2 separate regions of the Ovis aries genome follow, and region 1 is linked to region 2. Evidence: chromatin contacts called from public Hi-C data. All regions are on one chromosome and are shown on one strand. Each heading gives the region's core, a stretch centred on a gene start, on an enhancer-like site or on the middle of the called end of the contact. The rest is flanking DNA. Distances are from core to core; before and after follow the strand shown.

What was found. Hi-C and Micro-C count contacts between places; a contact is called where the count stands out from the background.
Region 1: a Hi-C map of tail adipose tissue shows a contact between it and region 2, with 3 times the contacts expected there. The contact joins the enhancer-like site here to the promoter of KLLN in region 2. A contact is called at or near these places in 2 of 16 Hi-C or Micro-C datasets (omental adipose tissue and tail adipose tissue).

What each region holds. Positions count from the first base shown.
Region 1 is chr22:9,653,946-9,660,788 of ARS-UI_Ramb_v3.0, reverse strand. The region is part of intron 7 of RNLS (renalase, FAD dependent amine oxidase); the gene reads left to right. Among named protein-coding and RNA genes, the nearest start is that of TRNAG-UCC, 160 kb to the left of the region's middle. Within about 2 kb of position 4,523, at least 18 of the 54 cell types and tissues checked have an H3K27ac peak or open chromatin away from gene starts, as enhancers often do.
Region 2 is chr22:9,236,820-9,243,408 of ARS-UI_Ramb_v3.0, reverse strand. KLLN (killin, p53 regulated DNA replication inhibitor) reads left to right here and starts at 2,022. Exons shown (of 2, transcript XM_027960657.2): 1 at 2,022-2,102; 2 at 2,579-3,525. The coding sequence starts at 2,022. The coding sequence ends at 3,118. PTEN (phosphatase and tensin homolog) reads right to left here and starts at 1,374. Exons shown (of 9, transcript XM_027960248.3): 1 at 469-1,374. The coding sequence starts at 547.

The DNA of each region.
Region 1 (6,843 bases), core at 3,274-5,773, 410 kb before region 2:
GGACCACATTTTAAAATTTTTTTAGTTTATTTATTTTTTATTGAAGGATAATTGCTTTACAGAATCTTATTTTCTGTCAAACTTCAACATGAATTTTTTAAAATGTGAACCATTTTTTGAAGTCTTTATTGAAATTGTTACAATATTGCTTCTATGTTATGTTTTGGTTTTTTGGCTGTGAGGCATGTGGGATCTTACCTCCCAGACCAGGAATCAAACCCACAACTCTGCACTGGAAGGTGAAGTCTTAAACACTGGACCACTAGACAAGTCCTCTGGATCACATTTTGAGAGGCAACGATAAGAGTTCTCAAAATTTGGTTGTATACATCATCACCTGCAGCCCTGTGCCACTGAAATAGGAGAGAGCCTGGAGCTCTGTATTGTTACCAGGTCACCGAAGTTTCAGAAGCACTGGCGCTCAACCTTGGCTGCAAGTTGGAGTGACGTGTGAGTGCTGTTACTGCGGTCATATCTGACTCTTTATGGCCCTATGGACTGTAGCCCTCCAGAGTCCTCTGTCCATGGGATTCTCCAGGCAAGAATACTGGAGTGGGTTGCCATGCCCTCCTCCAAGACATCTTCCTGACCCAGAGTTAGAATCTGCCTGTCCTGTGTCTCTTGCATTGCAGATGGATTCTTTACCCACTGAGCCACCTGGGAAGCCTCTTAGAATGACTGGAGGAGTTTTAAAAACTACTAATGCCAGGCACTCAGAGCTAGGGATTCTGAATTCTGATTCAGCCTGAGCGTCAAGAGGTTTCAAAGTCCCTAAGTGATTGAGTGCATAAGAAAGCTTGAGAACTCTTGACCTAGAGTAGTGGTTCTCAAGTTTCAATGACCTCAGAGTTACCCAAAGGGCCTTTTAAACTTTGGAATGCTAGGCAGAGCCCTCTGTTTCTGGTTCAGTAGGTCTGTGTTAGGGCCTAGGAGATGTGTATGCCAACAAGTTTCCAGGTGTCAGTGGTGTTGCTGACCCAGGAACCACACTTTGAGAACCACTGATCTAAAGAAGGAGGACAGAATAAACTGGGCCTGTTCTTCAACTTGAACTTGCATAAAAATCAGTGAAGATCTGGTTATAATCCATGTTTTGGCTATGGAGGGTTAAGGGGTAGGGGTGTGGGGGGATAGTTACACAAGTCTACATTTCTAACTGCCATTGCTGCCAGTCAGCAGGCCTAAATTCGGTGGCAAGACCTGGACTGTTTGGGTCCTAGTCCTGGGACAGCATGGAGCCCAAGCCAAGGCATTTTTTCTAACGATGCTTCATTGGGTCATGCAATCAGTTTGTGTCCAAGCCCTGGGTATGAATAAAAAGATCTTTCACACACCCTTGTTATCTCCTTGTATATTTCCCTCCATGAGTGCAGGGAAAGGAGTCTGATTGAGAATAGGATTCATGTGTTTCTATGTCCCTGCCCCTGCCCCACCTCGAACCGTCTTAATCTCACCATTATTTGCAACAAAACAATACAATGGACAGTTATTTGGGTCAACTGCTTACCATTTTTGCCTATTACCGTACAATAAGAAAAACAGTCAAAACACATGTCAGATTAGCTTGTGTGAGCTTTATCTGGTTATAAGAGTAACCTCCACTCTGGATGCAGCAACCTTCATGGCTGGTTACACATGTGAAATGGTTGTCTGCTCACAACTTCAAAACATCAGAGGGAACACTGGGCGTTAGAGACATGGTAAATTATCCAATGTGATGACTTCCTGCAGTAAGCGAATGGTGAAAACTGTGATTGCTAGTTTGAGGAGGAAGGGGGCTGTCTATATTCCTCCCTCTGCCAATGTCCTAAACATAAGAGGAAGAGAGGGGCAGGAACAGGAAGAGAGAAAAATGGGATTTAGATAAATGTGATAAATCTGTTCTATTACTTACATTACAGACTGAATGTGTTTTTAAAAAAAAAGAAAAGAAACCCAATCTAGAGCAATTGCTACAAATCACACATCCTTGATTATATGGCAGTATTCCTGGTGGGAAAGCCAGAGTAGTGAAGGATGGATTTTAGCATGTACTATGCGTTTATTTATGGTACAGCACATCATCAAACAACACTTCACAGCCTCTAAGCTGGCAAACCAGAGGGCTTTGAAGAGAAATAATGAGCTGAGAGGTTCATGACATGCTATTTAAAAGTTTGTGATTGGATCTGGAAAATCCGATGGGTCTCCAAGGAAAGAGACCATTTCTGAGCCATTGCACTCAGAATATTTTTTGAGCTCCAGAGCAGATATTTATGAAAAGAGAGAGTTGTTTTTGTCTCCAGTCCAGGTTCTGACTCTGATGTACAGCGGGGAAGCCGCTTTGTACTGCAGACCTGAAGTTCTGAAATAACCATGATGTCACCTTTTTCTACTGATCTGCTACCACTGCACAGAGGCGCACTATTAGCCCTGTGATGTCTTCACTTAATTCTCCCCTATATGGGTTGCAGTTGCAGCCAAAACAAAGTCGGCAGGGGATTTTATAGCCACTGAATTGCTCAAGGTGCTGCAGGGTTCAATGAGATTAGGGAGATCAGGTCAGGAGACATTAGGAACAAAAAGACAAAAAGAAAGAAAAGGCACTGGGACAGTGGGATTTCCGGTTGCCTGGTCTATGATTTCCAAATCAAGCCTTTGGTCTTCCAATCAGTGATTTGATGCTCTGGGTTTTCACCTTTGAGATATTCAGTGCTTCTCTGGCAGACGTGATGAGACAAAGCACCCTGTTCTGAGTGGTGAGTCGTGGATGGAATCCCTCGCACTAAATTAGAAAGGAGACATTTTAGGATATGAGTTCATGAAAGACAAGAGTTTTGAAATGGAAAAAAAAAAAAAAGTACACACACAGTAACACATAACTAGGCCAGCACAGGATGCATTTGCGGTTAAGCCATTTTCCCATTGCAGATGACACTTTAACGCTTTGATTCCCAGAGTCCTCCTGCTCACACTCAGTGGGAAAAGATGCCTTTTAGGCATGCAGCTGCCACTCTAAAACCAGATTGCGCCAGAGGTAGAAGGAGGAAGTTCTGGCCACCCGCAATCTCAAACCCTTCGATCTGAGATCAGCCTGTGACTCCTCTTCTCCCCTCCAGCAATGTCATGACATAAACGCAGAACCCTCGCTCCCAGAAGATCTTTTGAATCAAACCAACGTTGGAGCCAAGCAATTACACCATGAAAGGTGACTTGTGATCATCAGGGGAAAATAAAGGGGGAGTAGGGTGGATAAACTGTTAGGCTGATCAAAAACAAGTAGCTGTTGTTTCTTCTTCAGCTTTCCTCGCAAAAGTCACAAGGATGATGGTACATTTTCTGCTCCAACCAAACTCTGAAATGTGCATGTGTGGGTTTCGTTGGCGTAAGACTGTTCTTTTTTTTTCTTTCACTGTGGGAAAATGAACTTATTTTCAGTCACCCCTGACATCTGACCACTCAACTGATCACGAGGACACTGTGGTAAACCACAGCTCAACTTGAAATTATCTCTTTCAGGCACGGTTCCTGTATTTTGGATGGCATCAGCCCTGGCTGCCCAGCTTTGCTCAGCTTGCCTCTCTAGGGGTTCCATTTTCACTTTACTCCGTCCACTCAAAGTGAGTGGTCTTATTCTAAGATCTTTCAACTGGGCTCGTCCTCAAAATAAGCTGAAGACAAAAAATGACACCAGCGTTCCCAGCCAAAGCCCTAAAAGTGGCCGATTTATACATAGTGTTCTTTTTTAAAAAGGGCGGGGGTGCAGCTTTGAAAGCCTAAAAACTTTAAACATCCTGGAAGGAAAACCAAAAAAAAAAAGAAAAGACAAAAAGCCAATTCTCCTGATTAATATCAGGATGATCCAGCAGGGTTTATACATATTCCTTGTGTTTGAATCATCTTGTTTTTTTAGCTGTTTTACACCTCCAGAATCCTGCCATCTGCCCACTCTAAAGAAACGCAACCGTTCGGTCCAAAAACAATGGCTGGAAGACAATCATTTTGAACAAACTCAAGAGGTGGACTTTTCCGCACCCTCCTGGTTAGTGCTACGCTCCCCGGAGGAGAGACAGTGTGGGATGACCCTGAGGCTCAGGCTCTGGGGGGGGCTCTCCTCCTAAATAAACCCCACTCCCCAACCCCGGGGCCCTGTCCTGCCATTAGGTTGACAAGAGAGGACTTCATGTGCAGATCTGGCCGCCGTCAGGGCTGGGGAAGGAGGAGGAGGAGGAGAGGTGGGCGGCTCCCCGGGCCGTTCTGTCCTAGTCTGAGGTGCCGAGTGTCACTGAAATGTAGGTCGGCCTTCGCTGGACAACTTGGAGGAGGCTGGAAGCATGTGGACCCCCAACGGGGTCCCCCTCACTCTCTTCCTACCCAAGACTGAAGTTAAGCGGCCGAAAGAACTCAGGGAGGCCATCAAGACAGGCGAAAGCGGTCGTTCCTTTTGCTCGCAAAAGCCTGGGAAATCTAAAGCTTAGCAAAGGCTTTATCAGTCCTGGGGCTGAGCCAAGGAGCAGGCTGAAGTTCAGCTGGCTGGGCCCAACACAGCTGCTGGCTCTGCACGCTTCCCACAGGGACTTTTCCTTGGCCCTCTGATTTAGACAACGAACGGGACGGGTGATATGCGTGTAGCTGTCGAGGGTGATTGGAGAAACAAAATGACTGGCAATTACTGAGCAGTTCAGGTGGAGGTGTAGAGTGCAGAAAAGGTGTTCTTTCCAGCAGTAAAATGAAGTGTCCGTGAAAGGGCGCCTGGCCTTATGGAAAGGCTGTAACTTTAAAGAGATACTGGCCAAGGCTTTCCGCTGAACGTTCAGGCTTGGTCACTTGCCTTTCCCCCACAGTTCAAAGAGGGATAGAGATATTCCATGAATTGAATTTTTCTTGTGAATTAAAACATCGATGTCCTGATCTGGGGTAACAAGCATTGCCAACCTAGTGCTGAGCAGGCAGAAAGGAGGCATAGGACGAATGCTTTGCCTTCGGGGCAAGGCAGAAAAATTGTTCACAAAAGAGCATCATTCCACTGATTGTTCAAGGTCACCAGACTGTGCATGCTCAAAATGGGACTCAAGACTCCCAAATCCCAGTGTCTGATTAATTGTCCTTTGACTAAAACAATGAAAGTAAAATGGATTAGCAAAAACGATTGCTCCAGGCCAAAAAGTTCAGAAAGCAAACAGAGCCTCAAGCGAAGTAGGATTTTCTTTAATTAGGTTGAATGCCTTGGTAATAATGCTGTAAATATGAAATTGTCATGTGAACAGTAAGTATACTGGTGATTCTGTTTTATCATGCCACTTAAAAAATGGTGAGTGTTGATGAGCTGTGGTGCTGGCACTGAGCAAGGCATTCCCCCTATGCTATGTGATCTAACCCTCACAAGTACCTGGTAAGTCTGATGGCCACTGTATTACTGATGGGGCTAATGGTGATTAACGTTTTTGACTTGATGTATAAGTGGTGAACTAGGATTCAGTTTTAGGTTCTGACTTCCATGTTTCACAACCACGTGTCTTATTTTGTGTATTCATATCTAGGTTGATTGTTGTAAAGTGTAAATTTCTAGATGAGAACAACTATGAGCTAAAACAGAGTTAAGTGTTGTTGCTCAGCAGTGTCCGACTCTTTGTGACCTGCCATGGACTGTATCCCACCAGGCTTCTCTGTCCGTGAGATTCTTCAGGCAAGAATACTGGAGTGGGTTGCCATGTTCTTCTCCAGAGAATCTCCCCGACCCAGGGATCAAACCTGGGTTCCCTTCGTTGCAGGGAAATTCTTTACCATCTGAGCTACCAGGGGAGATAAAACAGAGCTTTCTTTGAATTACCTACTTGCAATAGTTTGCCTAAATATGAAGGTAGTGGGGTTGGTCATGAAATGCTAGCATTCTTTATAATTAATAGTGTGCAGGTTTATAAATAAACTCTGTGAGGAAGACAATATGTACCCTTGATATTTGAAATGCATGGAGATGTCCAGACATAAAATAGTTTGGCTCTTATAAGAGGAAAATAGTGGTTCGAAAAGTTGGAAAGTGAAAGATATTAGCACACAGGGTGTTCAGTGCTGAGTGCATGTTGACAAAGCAGGAAGAGTGAAGCTAATTCAGTTAGCTTCTTATTTGAAGGGTGTGGCTGCTGACCTTTCTTAAAATAGAGGGAAAAGACATAGTATCTATTTTCTCAATTTTTTGTTTTATCTTTCATTTTGATGAAGGAAAAGACATGGGGTATTAAAATAACAGTGCTAGTAACAATCAAGATGCCAAGTGGACGGCACCTGCCTGCAGGGTATCTTGTGGTCCAGAAGCAGAGGCAGACATGTAAACAGAACAATCTGGTAGATGAAAAAGATGAACATGTATCAGGCACAGAATAGAGAGGTACGTGATTACCTGCAGAGAGGACGAACAGGCCAGGAAAAGCTTCATCAAGGAGGAAGACTTGAGCTGGAATTGAAAGATTTTGACTAAGTGGATAATGGAAGAAAAAAGCAAAGTCTGTACAAAGGCACAGAGCATGAAATGAGCTGACATTTTGGGGCCCAGAAGGAATCTGATATTGCTGGAGGGGAGAGCAGACGGGCTAAGCGTGGAGGCATGAACTGGTGAAGCAGTTGGGAGGCCGGGCCTTGGATGTGGTGTGGTGAGCCACTGATGGGTTTTCGAAAGTGGATTTGAGTTTCCAAAAAATTACTCTTGTGGTGCTGTCAAGAATGAATGGTTGGTCACCTGATCAACAAAATGAAAAGCCGGTTGTTCCAAAAAAGTCATTAAATAGACAAACTCCTGCATGACTGATTTTTTTTTTTAACAGGCAGAAATAAACAGTGCTAGATATGAACACGGACACTGAAGCAGAA
Region 2 (6,589 bases), core at 773-3,272:
TCAATGCAACCCAGGAAACTAAAAACAATCACTGCATGATTCTGATGCAATAAGCCGTACGTGCAACACTAATTTTCCTTTTAATCTGATCTATACCCTTGATCTAGGGCCTAAAGCCAAGATTTAATCGAAATATGCTCAAGCTCAAAGCACCTACTTTTCTGTTCATTTAGTAGACCGGATTACCGAGCTCACTAATCCACTAACAGTGTACTGGATTCTGCGGACAATAGCCCTTAGAAAGAGACCCATCGGTGCCTTGTCACTTGCAACCAGGCAAGAGTTCCGTCTAGCCGAACACACCCTAGGCGGAATGCATTCAAAAGAGACACAAAATACACATCTAGAAACCCGACCGGGGTTAAATGTCACCCGCACTATGGACATTTTTTCGCATCCGTCTATTCCCACGTTATCAGAGAGAGTGACAGAAAGGCAAAGAGGAGCAGCAGCCACAGAAATGGATACAGGTCAAGTCTAAGTCGAATCCATCCTCTTGATATCTCCTTTTGTTTCTGCTAACGATCTCTTTGATGATGGCTGTCATGTCTGGGAGCCTGTGGCTGAAGAAAAAGGAGGAGAGAGATGGCAGAAGCTGCTGGTGGCGGGGCTTCTTCTGCAGGATGGAAATGGCTCTGGACTTGGCGGTGGCTGATGCCCCTCGCTCTGCTGCCGCTTGGCTCTGGACCGCAGCCGGGTAATGGCTGCTGCGGCGGCTGCTGGATGGTTGCAGCGACTGGGCCTGCTTCTCCTCAGCAGCCAGGGGTCTGGCAGCGGCGGCAGCGGAATGGGGAGAAGAATAATCCTCGGAACGGCTGCCTCCTCCGGCGGCCTCCGGAGCCCGGGCCAGGGGGGGTGCGGCGGCGGCGGAGGGGAGGTTTAAAACCGGCCCGGGTCCCTGGATGTGCCGCCGCCGCCGCCGCCGTGTTGGAGGCAGTAGAAGGGGAGAGACCAACTCTCCGGCGTTCCCAGCCCTGGAAATGGTGACAGGCGACTCCGACCCCCTCCCCGGAGCTGCGGCCGCCGCCGCCGCCGCTTCTCCCCCCCGCTCCAGGAGCGGGAGGTGCCGCCGCCGCGCCTCAGCCGGCTCCCGCCCGAGCCCACGGCTTCCACCTTCCCTTTCAGGAGAAGCCGAGAAAGAGGCTGCACGGTTAGAAAAGACGAAGAGGGGGCGAGAAACGCCGCCGCTGCCGCCGCCGCCGGCCGGCCGGCTCCCCGAGGGCGCTGCCCCCGCGGCTGCTCACAGGCGCTGAGAGGGGCTCTGGGCTGCGGCCGCCGCCGTCTCTCATCTCCCTCGCCTGAGCCCGGCCTCGCCTCGCAGCGGCTCAACTCTCAAACTTCCATCATGGCTGCAGCTTCCGAGAGGAGAGATCTGAGCGCAGCCGCGTCCCGGCGCCCGAGCGCGTATCCTGCCGCAGTGCACAAAGAGTCCCGCCACATCACCGCCCGCCGGCCTGCCCGCCCCCTCCGCCGCCGCCGCGCCGGGAGTCCGGGCGCCTCGGGAGCCCGAGGGGAGGAGGGAGGCGTACCCGACCGCGCCAAGGGAGGGAAGGGCAGGGCCGAGACTGTAGGGAGGCGGCAGAAGGTGCAGCTCCGGGTCCCCAACCTGCAGGCGCACTGAGCATGCCCAGTATGACTGCCTAGTGCTAGATCGGGCTTGTTGCGAGGCGCCCGCCTGTAACTGCACTTGCCGCGGCTTCTTCTGCAGCAACGCAGGGTGGGGGGAACGAGCTGAGCCACGGCCGGTGCCCAGCCGGAGGCAGGGTAAACTATTGCGAAGGTGGGCAGGCGGGGGCGGGCAGCGGGGGGAGGGAAGGAGCGCGGTGAAGGTTGAAGCAGGTTTATTCATCTGTCTCACTGACTTGAGGGTGAGACTACCTGCGCACAGGTGGAAAAGACCAGGTGACCGCGCTGGTCAGTGTTCAGGGAAACGCAGGGACAGCCCGTGCAGCGAGGACACCCTTCCCCCCACGCCCAGACTTCCCCGGCACGGCCGGCAGCCTTCCTCTGCTTTTGTACCGATGTCGGATCATAAGCGTTCGCGGGGATTTGACTGCAGGAGCCTCCGCCGAGAAGTCCCACCTCTCCACCCATCCCCGCCCGTGTCCTCAAGGTGTCAGTCTTAGTACAAAGAACAACCCCCTATTGTGTCTCCAGTGTGTATCACCTCACCCGGCTCCCTCTCACCGCCCCACCTCCCGCTCCCCCGGCTACTCGATTCATTTGCCCTAAAAATGAAAGCTCCTAGCAGAGCGCGCTGAGTGTGAGCACATCGCCCCTGAATTTCTAGATCCCCAAAGGCAACTGTCCAGGTGGGCTGAAAGCGGATCCCCAAAGAGGGAATGCGCCCTGCATTCCCCCTGGAGAGCCGAGAATCTCTCCCCTGGGGTTTCCAGCTGAGTTCACCACTCCAATTCAAGCTCGATCCTTAGAGGCTCCTCGACCCGCCCCTTTTGGACCGCTGTGAAAACCTCGCTGGGTGAATCGCCCCGGAGCCAGGTTCTGCGCTCCCCCTAGCTGGGGAGTGCGCGCCGCAGACCCCTGTTGCAGCGCGGGAGGGCGAAGTACGTGATTGTAGGAAGCTGCAGCCCCTGTGAGTGGGCGGAGCCGAGGAGGGTTCAAAAGGAGGTGGAGGGATACGCGGGCCACAGTCGGAACTACTTTCAGGAGGAGGTCACGTGTACTTCTAGTTGGGGAACTTTCCAAATTCCCACTCCCATATGATAGCTGTAGAGGCAAATGCTTCGCTTCCTTTGCCCAGAGTGCTCCCGCCTTGCACCGGCAGCGGGACCCCAAAGCCTCCTGGGTCTCGGTGGAAGAACAGGCTCAGACGAGCCTCCTACTGGAGCGCTGTCGGGGCTGGCGCCGGAGGAGCTGGTTACACAAGCACCCACATCCAAGCACGTGCCCCCGCCTTCCCTCACCTTGGCTGCTGCCGCTGATTCTTACAGATCTCGGAGCGAGGGTTCCCAAGCTGGTCGCACCCTTTGCCCGCTACCCACAGAGCAAGCTAGAGGACCGAAACCTGAGACTCCGAGCTCTGGAATCACTGGCTCTGCCTTCCCAACCGTGGGAGAAGGGACTAGATTTCAGGGGTCTGTCGCATCTTTCTCGCTAGCGCCCTGCCCCTTAGGGCGTAACTTTTCTGGTGCTGTACTCGCGGGGCAAAAGGGTATCTCCTGCAGCAGCCCGCTGCGTGAATTCAACGACGTTGCGACAAACTTTCAGTCAATACTTTCGGGCTGATGAGCGCGCCCCACCTACTGTAGACTCAGCCAAGTGACTTATCTGGTCGGAGAACCTAGTCCATGGCCTTCAGCCCAGAACAACCTTGTCAAGTCTGCTTACAGTTTGGATTGGTTGACCTAAACCGCGAAAGAGCTGGTTCAGAAACGCTGAGAACTAGAGTGCATTTACCCCAACATTGATCGGCCTGTAAAATGAGTTGTCCACCGTCTGCTTGGAGAGAAAGAGGGCATCAATACCAACCTAGGAATTCTTTCTTTCCCCTGGGAAGTAAAACTTAAGGAGAATTTGAGTCCAAAAGAATTTAAGCTGATACCCAGGTTGAGGCACTGGTAGTTTTTTTAGATCTTGAGAATGGGATCAGCTTGCATGTGTACTGCAGTAATTGTGAATATGTGGCTAGGGAAGGTCTAAAGAGAATTTACTCAGTGTATGACAAAGAAAGTGACACATGAGCACATCATAGTTGCAGGCAGCCCCTGAAGACTAGAAACCTCAAGAGAGCTTGCTTAGACGCCACAGACCATTACCTAACTCCAGCACTACTAATTAAACCAGGGATATTTACACTGCTCTTAACAGATCTCTGAGGCTTCATGAAACTTTGAATTTATATGCAACATCCTTCTAAGATAGCCCTACAGGAGTTGCTGTTACTGCTGCTAAGTCACTTCAGTCGTGTCCGACTCTGTGCGACCCCATAGACGGCAGCCCACCAGGCTCCGCTGTCCCTCAGATAGCCACCTGCTGAATCTTCAGTGTTGATATTTATTGAAGCCTGGTTTTGTGCATGGTCCTGGTCAGCTTGGGGGAAGGAGGGGCCACAAGTGAAAAAAGAAATGGAGAGCAACCTAGGAAGAACAGGAGAAAGGCCTCCATTTGGTTTCCAAAGATGAAAGCCCTGTCCACACAGCCTAATGTAAACCAGAGATTTCTCTATTTTATAAATAAAAACAAGAAGTCCGTGATTTTTAGATGTTCCACTAGATTGCATGGCAAGATCCTGAGAGTGGCATTCAATTGATTATCAACTACTGCTTGATGAGGAAAGGGAAAATGAAGATAAAGTTAAATGAAGGCAAGTGATTATAGAGGGGTACAGTGTCCCATGTTTATTTTTCCAGTTTCTGATCTTGTCTCCAGAGTTCAGTTATTAGCACTGCTCTTCCTTACCCACTCCCTATGTGAAGATGAGTCTCACAGCATCTGAGAAGTCCTGAAATCCACTCCCTGGGAAGAAAGTGGATTCAGTCCTGCCCTGTTGGGTGTTAGGTATGAGGAAAGAATCCTTTTCCTTGCTGTGGCACAGAGCTATTCTGGAGCAGAGAGGGTGTACATCACCAGCACTAATGTGCTGGAATATGAGACTGGCCCACAAGCACTTCTATCTGCTGAAGGAAGAAACTGGAAAATGAGTTTTGCTGCTACTCTAAACATCAGGTCCCTCTACTCATCTTCATGGTGAGTTTAAGGACCACCAACGTTGGCAGATATTTGACCAACCTGATGGCAATATCAGGTGGTTATTAGAAGCTGCTGAGTAAAAATTTCTTACCTTTCCCAGTGTTAAGTGTGTTCCTGGAGGAAATCCTTTTTTGTTTGTTTGTTTTTCTTCACTCTGTCCTGCTATCCCCAGAGATCTCCTTACCCAGGTGGTGGAGCTGAAACCTCTAAATAGGTGACCCTATCTAATATACAGAAAGTGTTATTTTTTTTTTTTAATTTCAAGTTCAACTGCCAAGTATCTCTTTGGCTGTACAGGTATTACAATACATTGGTTTCTAAACACTTCAGTTCTACCTGATTGGATTCAGATTGCCCTGTGAGAAATAGAAGCTTGTAACAAAAGGAGAATTCTATAAAGCTTCAGGGAAAGTAACCATATAGAATAATTAGTGAACATGATAAACTAGCTTTAATTATAGTTTCTAACAGCTGATTCCAAAACTGTATTGTTACTGCATCCAGAGAATATCTAAAGAAAGTTCCTTTCTTATTTTCTTTGATAAGTGAAATGACCAACAACTTGATGGGGATGATATAAATAGTTGATGTGCTCTTTGTAGGTCCTACTGCTAAAATGTCTTTTGTAGAACACTGATTGCTATAGTGCCTTTCTCATCTCCCACACAATGACCTTTCAAATAGAGATCTAAATCAATGGCTTTAATTTTTAAGCAATCTTCTCTATTTTTATCTGCTTAACCACTGTTTTCTAACTGCTGCTGCTGCTGCTGCTGCTGCTGCTGCTAAGTCACTTCAGTCGTGTCCAACTCTGTGCTACCCCAGAGATGGCAGCCCACCAGGCTCCCCCATCCCTGGGATTCTCCAGGCAAGAACACTGGAGTGGGTTACCATTTCCTTCTCCAATGCATAAAAGTGAAAACTGAAAGTGAAGTCGCTCAGTCGTGTCTGACTCTTAGCAACCCCATGGACCGCAGCCTACCAGGCTCCTCCATCCATGGGATTTTTCCAGGCAAGAGTACTGGAGTGGGGTGCCATCGCCTTCTCTGTTTTCTAACTAATACAAGACTAAAACATATACAATAATTATAGATTTTCATTTAAACCATCCCATTCTTCCAACGGTCTGAAGACTTTTCCCTTATTTCATTTATCCTAATTACAAATATTCCTATTGTTTTAAAAAAGATATTTTGCTTACCACATTTCTCCAGAAGGTATCAGTATGAATCATACAAGCAACCACATCCTAAAAGAAAATTCTCCACTCTCTCTACAAGTTCTTCATGCCCCAGTCTTCTGGAACTATTTCAGATGGCACTCGTGTCTCTTTCACATCTCAGTAGAGAGAGGAGCTGTATGAAATTATCACTCTCAGAGAAATAAGGGTTGGGCTGGGTGCTTCTTGGAGAACTATAGGGGAGACTAGGCACTCACTGTGAACAAGTAACATTTAGAAATTGTGATTTGGACTAGAGAGTGATTGAAAGGAAAGACATAACATCACAAGACAGCTTTGACTGTTTTAGTCTCTTTATCTGACACCGGCTATGCGACATTCCATTTTGGTGCCCTTAATACTAACACTAGCCCTATGGAACACATTTTTGTCTTTCAGCTCTTCCAGTAATAGAAAAAGATAATAGCTTTTATGTTACCAGTAGATATTTGGGCATTTACCAAGTGCTTCAGAGAGTAGCCCTCATTTGTCTAAGTATAGGAGGGACACTGAGAAGGAGTCAAAGTTAACTATTACCTCACTCCTACAAATCTTTCCCTTCAGAACATCCTTCTGGCTTCTGAGGTATCACTTTTTCTGATAATAAAGTAACAGAAAACCTTTTTGAAAGAGAAAATGCAGGGTTAAAACTCTATTTGA